Linked DNA regions of Mus musculus: region 1 is linked to region 2. Evidence: chromatin contacts called from public HiChIP or PLAC-seq data. All regions are on one chromosome and are shown on one strand. Each heading gives the region's core, a stretch centred on a gene start, on an enhancer-like site or on the middle of the called end of the contact. The rest is flanking DNA. Distances are from core to core; before and after follow the strand shown. Region 1 has its middle 40 kb from the start of Drd3. Region 2 holds the start of Tigit (T cell immunoreceptor with Ig and ITIM domains).

Region 1 (6,062 bases), core at 3,008-5,507, 59 kb after region 2:
TTAGAAAGACAATGCAGCCATGTTAACATCTTTAGCTATAGGTTACTGCATCCTGACAATGACTAATTATGAAAATCAAGACTGTTCAAAACCCTCCTTGGTAGAAAAAAGATTTATTTTCATACTGCTAATGACTATGTGACACTGATACAAGGCAAAGGAACACCTGTTTGAATGTCTCTACTGTGTGGCATGAGAGCAAATGCTATGGAAGTTACCAACCACTTACTGCTCAGACTTAAAACCCTCTAACAAGATGGGGCTCATATCTAGCACCATTAACTGGGCCAATGGCTGTCCTAGGAAAAAACTTAATACTATTATTCTGCTAAGTGGGCATAGTCATAAACTGTTCCCTAAGTTCCTTTCTCTATACCCATAAGTTAGCACCTCTCTCAGCTTCCATCAGAGAATCTTCTTCTTGCAGAAGATGGTGATGAACATAGACTCATAACTGGTCAATAGTTGTAGATAATGAGACTGTGGAGTGCTCATCCCTAAATGGGACATTTCTATCACATCTCCCAAGGCTGGAAGATCATGTGGAAGAAGGGAAAGAAAGATTCCAAGAGCCAGGGGTAGTATACAACCGCAGGAAGACAGTGTTTGCCAGATGTAACAGAGCTGTGACTTCGTGCACAAGACCTGCACAAGACCAGTCAGTCAAAATTCCCAGCATGGGTGGGTGAGGAGCTCATGAGGTCTGGCTCCTGGCTGAAGAGCTGATGGCAACTGATGGCTGCTGAGGGAGGGGGAACTGATTTTCTTCAAGGATGAGACACTGAGAGGCTATTCATGGTCCAATAGGTGACCCTACCCCATATGCCCATAGGCAACACGAAGAAGACTTGATGAGTTTCAATAAAAAAAAGCACAAGAGATTGAAAGAGAAAAGCAAGGGGGAGAAGTATGGGAGGAATGTGAAGGGAAGGGTTGAGGAATGACAAAGTCACATTGTATGTATGCTTGTCAACTAATAAAAAAAGGTTTAAAATATTCTGATAAGTTATTCATTCTTACTCTCAAAAAATCTCTCTCTTTTTTAAAGATTTAATTATTTATTTTATGTATGTGACTACATTGTTGCTATCTTCAGACACACAGAAGAGAGCATCCAATCCCATTACAGATGGTTGTGAGCCACCGTGTAGTTGCTGCAAATTGAACTCAGAACCTCTGGAAGAGCAGTCAGTGCTCTTAACCGCTGAGCCATCTCTCCAGATCTCAATAAAAATCTTCTAAATTAAAGATATTTGAAAATATTTACCACAACTCTTTAATTCTTACTCTCCAGAATGCTAAATATACCCTTACATACGAAAGAGAAAACTCTCTTTTGATTCATCTATACAGTGAATTCAATAAATATTTTCTTTATGCAACCCATAGTTACTGAATACCTACCAAATGGCAAGGAGATTCCAATACTGTTTTCTACCACTACCACTCATAGCAAGAGAAGAAATAATACTAAAAATATTGTTGGCAACCAGTCTTCCACATGAACAACCCCAGCAACAAGCAAGCAGAAAAGACTATGCCCAGTATTAGTAACCGTTAGTTGTTAGGAAGTTATTTCATAGACTGAGCTAACTATAGGCAAGGCTTCGTTCCAAGAGAACATCTGGCATAGGATACCCTGCCAGGCAAAAATCCGTGACACTGCCAGAGTAGTCCCATTTCAAATTCAGAAGAGAAACTCATTGGCACAGAGATGGAATTCCCTGTGGGTTTTACTCCTGTCTTCAGGTGCCTCTCCGCCCCGCTGAGACCTCTGAGGGACAATATAAATACACTTTTCAATTCACACTTTTTGTTTTTGACTGAAGGATCTAGAAACGAAGCATCTCAGCCTTGTAAGGAGCCCAGCCCTCTCGTTTTATATCAAGCTAATAATAATTATCGAATATAAGGATGAATAAGCTGAAAAAAACTCCTGGAATGTTACGCTTCTAAAGTTCAAAATCTAATGGTCACAAGATCTGGTGACACACACACTCAGGTATCTGAAGCAGGAAGATCAAGGAAAGCCTTGACTACATAGAAACATCTAGGCAAGCCTGGATTACAACAACAACAGCAATCAAAATGAATGATTAAGTAAAGTCTAACCAGGTTGATATACCTACAGATGGTAGTGATGAGCTTTGAGTACAGTAGAAACACTAAATACTCAGGAGGCTCTAGAGAATAAACCAGATCAGGTAACTTCTGGAGTAATGTTGAATCCAGCACAAAGGAGCGAACACATGTAACCTCTCTCCTATTTGGATATTATTTAGCTTGAAGGTGATCTGTGGTTAGTAAGTACTTAGACCGGCTAAACTTCCAATAGAAAACTATGGTCCGCATAATCAACCTCCAAACCCAGACACTATTGCATATGCCAGCAAGATTTTGCTGAAAGGACCCAGATATAGCTGTCTCTTGTGAGACTATGCCGGGGCCTGGCAAATACAGAAGTGGATGCTCACAGTCATCTATTGGATGGAACACAGGGCCCCCAATGGAGGAGCTAGAGAAAGTACCCAAGGAGCTGAAGGGATCTGCAACCCTGTAGGTAGAACAACAATATGAACTAACCAGTACCCCCTGAGCTCATGCATGTCTCTAGATGCATATGTGGCAGAAGATGGCCTAATCGGCTATCATTGGGAGGAGAGGCCCCTTGGTCTTGAAAAGATCATATGCCCTAATACAGGGGAATGCCAGGGCCAGGAAGTAGGAGTGGGTGGGCTGGGGAGCAGGGGAGGGGGAGGGTATAGGGGGCTTTGGGGATAGCATTTGAAATGTAAATGAAGAAAATATCTAATAAAAATTGTTTAAATAAATAAAAGAAGAAAGAGAAAGAGAGAGAGAGAGAGGAAGGAAGGAAGGAAGGAAGGAAGGAAGGAACAAACTATGGTCCATTTGGCCTGAAGAACAGAGTACAGAATTTGAAAACCAGCAGCCATTGGAAATTTGAGAAATGAATCCAAAAGAAAAGCCATAGTCAGGGAATGAATCCCCCAACTTCTCTATTTAAATGTGGTCCGAAGAGCTGGTTGACTCCTAAATCTCCAATCAAACTCAAAGTCCATGACCGTGGATGCAGCCAGGTCAGCTGCCTAATAGACAATTCAAAAACAAAAACAATTTTGAAAAAATATGACAAAATTTACATCTACCATTCATAATGTACAAAGTAAAATGATAAATTTCTCATTGGAGAACTAAGAAAATGGGCTCCTGCTTACAATAAAGGAGCTAATGGAGATCCCGAATGATGGACAAACAGCCATGTAACTGTGCCTGGTGTGATAAAGAAAAATATACTCGTAATGAGTAAAACAAGAGGAAAAAAGGAGAAACTTTATAAACTAAGTGCAATTAATCCCAGCACTCGGAGACAGGTGGATTTATGAGTTCAAGGCCAGCCTGGTCTGCACAGTGAGTTCCAGGACAGCCAGGGCTACACAGAGAAACCCTGTCTTGAAAAAAGCCAAAAAGAAAAAAAACAAAAAAACAAAAACAAAAAAAAAAACAAAAAAACCAACAAAACAAAAAAACAAACAAAAAAAACAAACAAAGACAAAAAACTAAGTACAAATTCGATGACTGAAAATTATCCAAGCTGAAGAAGCAAGACAGAGATGGAGGGGAAAAAAACAGAAATAAAATAAGGTCCTGAGACACATGACAAATCATATATGGTCTAACATGCATATAATTGGAGATCTTAAAAGAAGGGAATAAAAATCAGAGCATATAAATGTATTTTTAAAATAATGGCCAAAACATCTCCAGTTTTTGGTGAAGAATATATACACTGGACTACTAAACTATAGACAGGACAATAAAGATAGTCTTTACAAACGAGGATGGGGGCCTGTAGGATGGCTCAGTGGGTAAAGGTGCTTGTTGCACAAAGCATCCCAAATTTCACCCCAAGTAAAGGTGGAAGGAGAGAAGTGACTCCATAGAGTTTTCTTCTGATCTCCACCCATGCACCGTGGTACACACACACCACACAAACACACCACCCCTCACATAATATAGACATACACAAAGTAAAGATAAATGGGACAAATTGTTTTAAAAGAAAGGCATGGGCTAGGGAGGTAGCCCAGTGGTAGAGCACTCTTGCCTGGCATGAGTTTAGTTTAGATCCCAGCACAGAAAAAAAATCCAAAAACATTGCTGAAGGCTGACACTGTGGCGTGTGTCTGTAGTCACAATACTCCTGGGGCCAATGTAGGAGAGACCTAGTACATGAAAGAGAGAACCAACTCCTGAAAGCCACCCCTACTTCCTCCATCCACAGCACAGCGCACAGTCACAAACACACGATGATGAGAGAATTTCAAAAACGAATGAATAAAAGAAAGAACAGTAGGAGTCAAAAAATTTAAATTATGAAGTGAATTTATTGCTGGCAGATATAAAAATACATAAAGTTATCTACAAAGTTTTCCTGGCTCAAGGAAAATTAAAGCAAATAGAAACCAAATTTTCAGGAAGCCGGGAAGAGCATGGGGCTGGTAAAGAGAGAGGACCATTTATTCTTTGTTTCCCATGAAACTGCTTAAAGCAAAGACGGGTGACGTTATCTCATAAGAACCTGTACTGGCTATAGAGGGAGGTGCACCAACCAACTCCACCAGGAAGGAGAGGGTGAGGATAAATACACCCACACAATTAAAAGTTTTCCACACTTTGGGTGAAGTGGGACAAGGTTAATTCTAAGTAAACAATAAAAACTTATACCTGTGTACTGTAAACTCCATATAAATTACTAAAAAGTTTAAAACAAAGCCAGTTAATTACTTTAAATTGATTTTTAAAATATAAATAATCCCAAAGAATTATATCGATCTAATAGGGGGGAAAAACATCTTTGAAGGAGACCCCCACCCCAAAAAATCTTATTTCTTGCATAATTGTCAAGAAAGAGCATTGTGTCTGTGAAAGTAAAAGTGGGTTTTAAAAGGCTGTATAAAAGGACAAAAGATTTGACAGGGAATTAAAATAAGCAAATCATGGTGAGGATTAAAACCAATCGCAAAACGAATGAGTTACAGAGTGCATACTGCAAGAAACTGAAGGACAAGAGAAAAAAAAAAAAAAACATACACTAAACAAAGAAAATGCACAGGGAGTGGGAAGAATTGAGAACAGAGCTAAGAAGTGGTTCACAGTTGGTCTCCTTCTCATGAAACAACTTAAGAAACAAAACAAAACCCATCTTGAGAATGGAGAGATGGTTCAGCAGTTAAGGCTCAAGGCTTCTTCCTGGGTTCCCTGGCTCCCTTCGTGACAGCCACACGGCTGCTCACAACTCCCTGTAACTCCAAGTTCCAGGAAGACAGCACCCTCTTCTGGCCTCTGAGGGAACTGCACACCCCTGGTGCATAGGACAGATGCAGACAAACTCTCAGACACTGAAAGTGAGAATTAAAAAGTAATAATAATAAAGTGTCTACTCTTTAAAATGTGTAATTTTAGCCAAAACGGTGAGAAATCATCAAAAGAATTTGTATGTTAAATCTGATTTGTTTATGAACTTTTGGTCTTGGAGAGGAGACAGGTAGGAAATGATAAATATTTTTACACAGCACAAAGACCATCACTGTTTCTCCTTTTCTCTTTGAATAAAGTTACAAGGCATGTATTTGAATCTGATAAGCAAAATTTTAAAAAGAGAAAAAAGGAAGCATAAATCAAACTTCAGAAAGTTATATTTTAGAAATAAAAAAAACTATTCCACTCCAATTTTCTACTTTGAAGCTAGAAAGAAGGTTCTAGAAAATGTTAAGAGGTTTAAGTGATTATTTGAGAGTTTTTCAATTTATGCTGCTTAATGAGCAAAAGTTTACATTTGCAAGAAGTAAGACTTCATCAACTGTCTGCAAAAGACACCGGTAGGGCTGAAATCAACACTGCGTTCTTTTTTTTTTTTTTCTTTTTTTTTTTGGTTTTTCGAGACAGGGTTTCTCTGTACTGCGTTCTTTTTAATTTGTAGAAAACACAAAGTTTGAAATGCTGAAAGAGAAAAATAAGCACCATCTATGGGAGGAAATACC
Region 2 (6,215 bases), core at 608-3,107:
ACGTGAGTCTCTGGCCAGCAGCTGCCCTTCAACCTTCCTGAAGAATCCCAGAGGGTTCAGAGTCCAGATCTGGCTCTAGGAACAGATGTCCACAGTCTGCAGTCTCTCCTGGTGCCCCCCATAGAGACCATCATTGATTTCCAGAGTTTTTCTTCCTCTGCCTGTCACTCGAGGCCTGAAGCCCCAGCCATGGTCCCTTTCCCATGGACTCTGTTCCCATCCTGCTCCCCATGGCTGCTTCTGAAGCTTGCTCCTGCCAACCTGCCTCATCCTCACCCATCAGTCAGAGCTGTGCTTCCTCCTTACCTGAGGACCCTAGCTTTAAGCCCTTCCTTTTCCCCTGCATGCGATGTATTATTAAATGTTGTCTTATTAGATGTCTGGCTTCTTACTACAAGGCTTCTAGCACTTTGTCCGCTCAGGATGTTCCGCTCGGCTTCCTGGCTAGGTGGCTGATTGCTTTCAATGAACTTATTTAACTTTCCCACTTAGACTATCAGCCCGACACCAACATATCTTGTACTTCTCTCTAGGTTCCAGCAGTCTAGCCTTGTGTCTAGCCCTATGTTTTGAAAATAGAACTGGGCTATTTGATTGGCATTTGGGATGTCAGGAAAATGAGAGAGAGAGAGAGAGAGAGAGAGAGAGAGAGAGAGAGAGAGAGAACACAGAGAAAGGAAACTTGAATCTACTTCTCAGCCAGAAGTAGCAGCATATATTTTTAATCCAAGTACATGGGAGGATGAGGCAGGAGGATCATAGTGCATTCCAGACCAGCCTTGGAAACATAGAAAGACCATGTATCTGTCAAAGAAACAAACTAAAGCAAAAGAGAGAGGGAAGGGGAAGAGAGGACAATGAGAAAGAGGGAAAGAAGGGAAAGGAGAAGTAATGGAAGGGAAGAGAAGGGGAGGGAAACATAGAAAATAGGAGGGGAGGGGAGGAGAGGGGAGGGGAGGGGAGGGGAGGAGAGGGGAGGGGAGGGGAGGGAAGGGGAGGGGAAGAAGGGAGAAGAAGGAAGGGGAGGGGAGAGGAAGGGAAGACAGTAGAGGAGAGGTAAGAGGGGAAGAAAGGCCTTCTCCTAGATGAAGCCAACTTCTTTGCTACCTACCAGCCTGCCCCACCTTGGCTCCTCTCTACCTTCAGTCTTATAAGTTCAGCCTTTAAACTAATTTGTAGTATAGTCTCTAAATATTTTGTTTCCTTCCCTCAGAAATGTTTATCTACAATTTGTAATAGAATAGAAACAACAGAATTTAGTCTCTCATATTAGTGGTAGACTATGAAAATCTGAGAAGCAGGTATTTCTGACCAACAGAGAACTAACTGGAACATTGTTCTAGGAGTTCCTCAGAAACAGAAAAGAAAATGGAGCAGGAGAGAAATGGGTTTCCAGGAGATTTCTTGGCTCCCAATCTTAGTCTATTCCCCAGCTTCCCTCTTGAACAGCTGTCCAGTCAGAGTCCCTAACCCAGAGGATCTATGAAGTCCTTCCTCTGCAATCCCAAACGTGTATGCATCCCTTTCTCAGCGATTGCCTCTTACCATGTGGTCACACAGAGCCTCAGAACCACATACATACACAGAAGCTGACATACATACAGGCCTAGGCATATACTTAGAGCTTTCTCTACCTGAGCATCCTGGTGTCTGTGCCAAGCTAGGTGTCTCTGCTCTGCTAGGTCTGCAAGCCTTACCTGTAGCGAGGAAGGCAGCCTGTATCAGCCCCTGGACCCAGACCAGGAGCAGCCAGCCATGCATGCTTCTAACCAGAGGCCTACAGCAAAGTGGATGTGGCCTCTCCTCCAACTGAAACTGGCTCACTGCAGCTGTAAGGTGAAACCAAGCTGGTGAAAAGAGGGTCTCGGAAAAACTGACTTAGGTAAGAGCAGTGTCAAACGTGTAATGTTTTCTTAACAAGTACACAAAGCCACATAGGGTGAGCCACAAGAAAGGCCATGAAGGAAACACACTGTAAAAACAAATAAAACATGTGGTTAGAGATACACGGGTCTTGGGCAACTCGTATATTGACTACTTGGGTAGCCAGCCGATCTGTTGTTTTTAAGTTCTCTTGATGCACTTTTTGAAACACCAACTTTTATCTAAAGCATTCAAGGGTAGGTGACGCACAGGATTCTGAAGAAGTATTTCTGATGAGTCAGTCCCCTCCCCTCCCCTGCCCTGCCCTGCCCTGCCCTGCCCTGCTGCTTCAAGTTCCTGCCACAGTAACAGACTGTAACCTGGCCCTGTGAGCTAAAATAAGCCCCCTCTCCTCTAAGTTACTTTTTGTCAGGGCAGCGGCAACAGAAACCAAACTAGGACATCATCTTTTCTTTCTCTCTCCTTCCCCTTCTCCCTCCATCCTTTCCTTCATTTAAAAGGTCCTACAAGCTCTGAAGAGACGAGGGTCGGCAAAGAATTGCTCAGCGCTCAAGAGTTGACCAAAGTTCGTCTCTGTAAAGCCACTGGGAGAGGAGATGGAGAGGACACCGTCAGCTATCGCCTGGGCTCTTGGCAGAGCTGTATTGGCCATGCCCCATGATGTACAGCCTGAAGATCTCTATTCTCACCAGGGGACATCCAAAGCCTCATGCCCTGCCCATCCCACCAGTGCACAAATGATTCTCAACAGCCAGGCCTCTGTCCCTCTCTTCTGTATGCAGGGTCCCTCTGTCTCTGATCAGCTTCCTCCCCATCCTGGGTTCTGTTCATTCACAAATCTACACAGTGACTCATGCACCCTAGGCCCCTCCTCTAGACCTGTAGACAGTGTTTGACTTACCAGCTTCTCCACAGCCTTCAAGGCTTACATAAAAAATACATCTCCACCACTTTTGTTGTTGTTGTTTTGTTTTTGAGGCAGGGCTTCTCTGGGAAGCCTTGACTGAGCTGGAACTCACTCTGTAGACAAGGTTGGCTTAAAAACTCAGAGATCTTCTTGCCCGCCTCTCTCTCCTGAGTGATGGGATTTAAGGCATGCACCACCACCAAAGCCAGCCTCTCCACCACTTTTTTAACATCTGAATGCCTTTTAGCCAAAGAAACAGTAAGATCCAATATGTATTCAGGGTAAAATGCTGGGGCTAGACATGATGAGAGTTGCCAAACTTGGTTACCTGGACAGAAAAACCACAGGGGCAAGGGCTGGTGGGAAGAACACAACCCAGAAAAAGGCTACAAAATTAACAGTCTGCTTTTGTATCATGTGTGTAGAAACAAAAGAAAGTAGATTTGTCCCATTTTGGAAAATGCAAAAAACTTAAGAGTTGGTTTTAGAAGGGAAAAGTTAAAGACTTCTTGCCCAGAGAGATGCTTCAGCAGTTAAGGGTGGGCATCACCAAGCATGACAACTTGAGCTGGATCACTGGTGCCCACATAGTGGAAGAAGAGAACTGACTCCCACGGTTGTCCTCTGACCTCCTGTGATGGTTTGTTTATGCTTGGCCTAAGGAGTGGCACTATTAGAAGGTGTGCCCCGTTCAAGTAGGTGTAGCGTTTTTGGAATAGGCATGTCACTGTGGGTGTGGGCTTTAAAACCCTCATCCTAGCTGCCTGAAAGCCAGTATTTTGCTAACCTGTCTTCAGATGAAGATGGAGAACTCTCAGCTCTTCTTGTACCATGCCTGCGTGGATGCTGCCATGCTCCTGCCTTGATGATAATGGATTGAATCTCTGAACCTGGCAGCCAGCCCCAGTTAAATGTTGTTCTTATAAGAGATGCCCTTGTCATGGTGTCTGTTCACAGCAGCAAAACCCTAACTAAGACACCTCCGTACTCAGCAGTGCCCTGTGTGTATCCTCACACCTGTTCCCACTTACCCAAACATATGCACATACATGCACAACTATATGTGAAAATGTTTGTAAGACTTTTCTGCTGCCGCTGGAGGGATGACTCAACAGTTCAGAGCACACGCTGCTCTTCCATGGAACTACAGGTTGATTTCTAGCATGTGTATCAGGTGGCTCACAACTGCATGTAAGTTCAACTCTAAAGGATCAAATCCCCTCTTCTGGCTTCTGCGGGCACCCACACACAGGTGACAGATACTTACACAGTTTCACACATAGACAGAAATAACAAATCTTTTTTTAAAAAGGCCATCTTCTGAAAAGGAAGATAGTCTGTATCAGGCAGTGCTGGTCTTCAGAGACAGTTAGGGGTAACAATGAATAGATTGTAGAGCCAAATATTCAGGACCAAAATCATCCTTGTTTGGCATGCTTTTAAAAATCAGGAAAGCAGGTCTGGTCTGCTTTGGGGACTGAGTGACTTCCTAGAGCAAAATGTGACCCTTTGAGGGCAGTCAGAGCCTGACTCCAATTTCAACTAGAAATTGGAATTCTAAAATAAGCCTCGTGCCCCCTTTGTCCCTTTTGACTACTGAGCCAGAGGACTAAGTAGGCCTGGTCAGACTTCATGCAGCAAGCTGGGTGGGGTAAGTCCTGGGGGGAGGATTTTATATTTGCCTATAAAGGGGCAAAAAGTACCTGCCTAAATGTAAAACAGTACCCAGACATCTGTTCACAGCCCAGCCTCCCTCTGAGCCAGCTTTAAGCCCCAGCCAATTCCTTTAAGGACCAGACCTAAGAGCCTGAGTCTGCAGATGCAATGTCTCCTAGGGAAAGGGAGGCAAGAGTGGCCACGCCTTCTACAAGGCCAGTTACTTGTACAAGGAAACAATGAAAGGGTCACTCAGTGGTATCTTTGGGCTCCAGTTCTCAGCACCCCACCCCCCTCCTAGCTTAGAAACAGTGGCAGCAGCTGCAGACCTCTTCTAGCTGTCCTGTCTTTCAGGTCTTTCCCTCTAACCAAAGAGAAACAACACTGAAGACATAGGGACCAGGGGTTCTGTTCTTACCCAGTGCTAGGACCTCCTGGTAGACCCCTGTATTGTGGCAGAGGACAGCAAAAGGTTCTATGTGCCTTGTGCCCTGCAGGATGCGAAGACAGAAGAGATGAGACCAAGCTATTCTCAAAAGAACTTGCCTTGCCTCCGCTCCTGCCCCCCCCCCCCGTATCCATTACAAAGCTACCTCCTGATGGAGATGTCTGGCCAATGGAGTACACCCAAAGCTACCTCAAAAACTCAGAGACTCAACCCAAAAGGAATGTTTAGATGCTGGGTTTGAGTAAGTCTGTGAGCCCTGGAGCCTATGGCTGACTCTGGCTCACAGGGAAGAGAACTGAGGCTTGCTGACTCTGCTGGTCAAGTTCCCTCAAGGGGAGATGACTGCATTCCCACCACTCCCATAAGCTGCCAAATTCAGTGGACTCAGAGCTTCTTTGTCTTCCCAGCTGCGTAAACAGGACAGAAAGCCCTAGGATCGGCGGGCATGCAGAATTAGAAGAAAAGTCGCTGGGAACAAGCAGCTGACCCTGTCTCCTCAGATTCAGCCTTCTCTAGCCTCTCCTCACAGGTCTGCTTCTGACCAACACCCCCTTCCTTTTTCTTCCTGAAACTGCATGACAGCATCACATAATTAGAAAAAAACCTATTCAATGCACTTACTAAGGCTCAGCCAGGTCTAACTTATCAGGACCCCTATCATAGATATGATTACAAATGGACAAATGGGGTTTTGCAACAGGGGTTGGGTGGGGAGAGAGTTGGGATCAACTCCAAATACAGCATGTGTTTGTGGGAAGGACGGCCAGGGAACCAGACCCCACAGTGCCTAAAAGGCACAAAGAGGCAGCCTCGGGTTAAGTGGAGTTCTTCCTCAACTGGCCTAACAGGATTCTTGCAGGTGACAGTAGAAGAGGACCAGAGAGCAACCTGAGAAAGTGATGAAGGAGACAGACAGGTCAGAGAAGCAATGTGGTGAGACACAAAGGGGAGGACGAGCTTAGGCAGGCGAGTTTTCAGGGTCCCTGGCTAACACTGGGTTTTACAGGAGAGTGTACAGGAGAGGGTTTACAAGGTTCACAATCTGCCTACATTTGCTAAGGCAAAAACTCTTTGTAACTGTGTTTTCTACCAAACCACTCTAACTGTGTCTAAGAGATCCATAAGACAAAAATGGTGCTAATCTGTAACCCCTTGCCCTAGGGCAGATACTTCCTGAGATGCTGGAGATGATGTCCATGCAAGAGAAGAAGCCACATATTTTCACTTCTCTAAACAAGTTTGGTTGACCCAACTGCACCGGATGTACTTGATCACAAATAGGAGGGAGGCGCTTAGGCAGGAAGTACGTCAGGATGTCTA

What was found. HiChIP or PLAC-seq counts read pairs in DNA pulled down with a chosen protein or histone mark.
Region 1: a contact with region 2 is called in a BATF HiChIP or PLAC-seq map of CD8 T cells, with 7 read pairs. The contact joins the enhancer-like site here to the promoter of Tigit in region 2. A contact is called at or near these places in 1 of 39 promoter capture datasets (the 3T3-L1 cell line), 1 of 15 datasets of contacts at CTCF or cohesin (CD8 T cells), 2 of 484 Hi-C or Micro-C datasets (B cells and CD8 T cells), 4 of 115 datasets of contacts at active chromatin or transcription factors (CD8 T cells, embryonic stem cells and regulatory T cells) and 2 of 9 other capture datasets (adipose tissue and liver).

Annotation. Positions count from the first base shown.
Region 1 is chr16:43,719,299-43,725,360 of GRCm38.p6, forward strand. No RefSeq gene overlaps it. Among named protein-coding and RNA genes, the nearest start is that of Drd3, 40 kb to the right of the region's middle. Within about 2 kb of position 4,258, at least 9 of the 459 cell types and tissues checked have an H3K27ac peak or open chromatin away from gene starts, as enhancers often do. A contact at or near this core is called in CD8 T cells, where this site is marked.
Region 2 is chr16:43,662,327-43,668,541 of GRCm38.p6, forward strand. Tigit (T cell immunoreceptor with Ig and ITIM domains) reads right to left here and starts at 1,858. Exons shown (of 4, transcript NM_001146325.1): 1 at 1,698-1,858. The coding sequence starts at 1,761.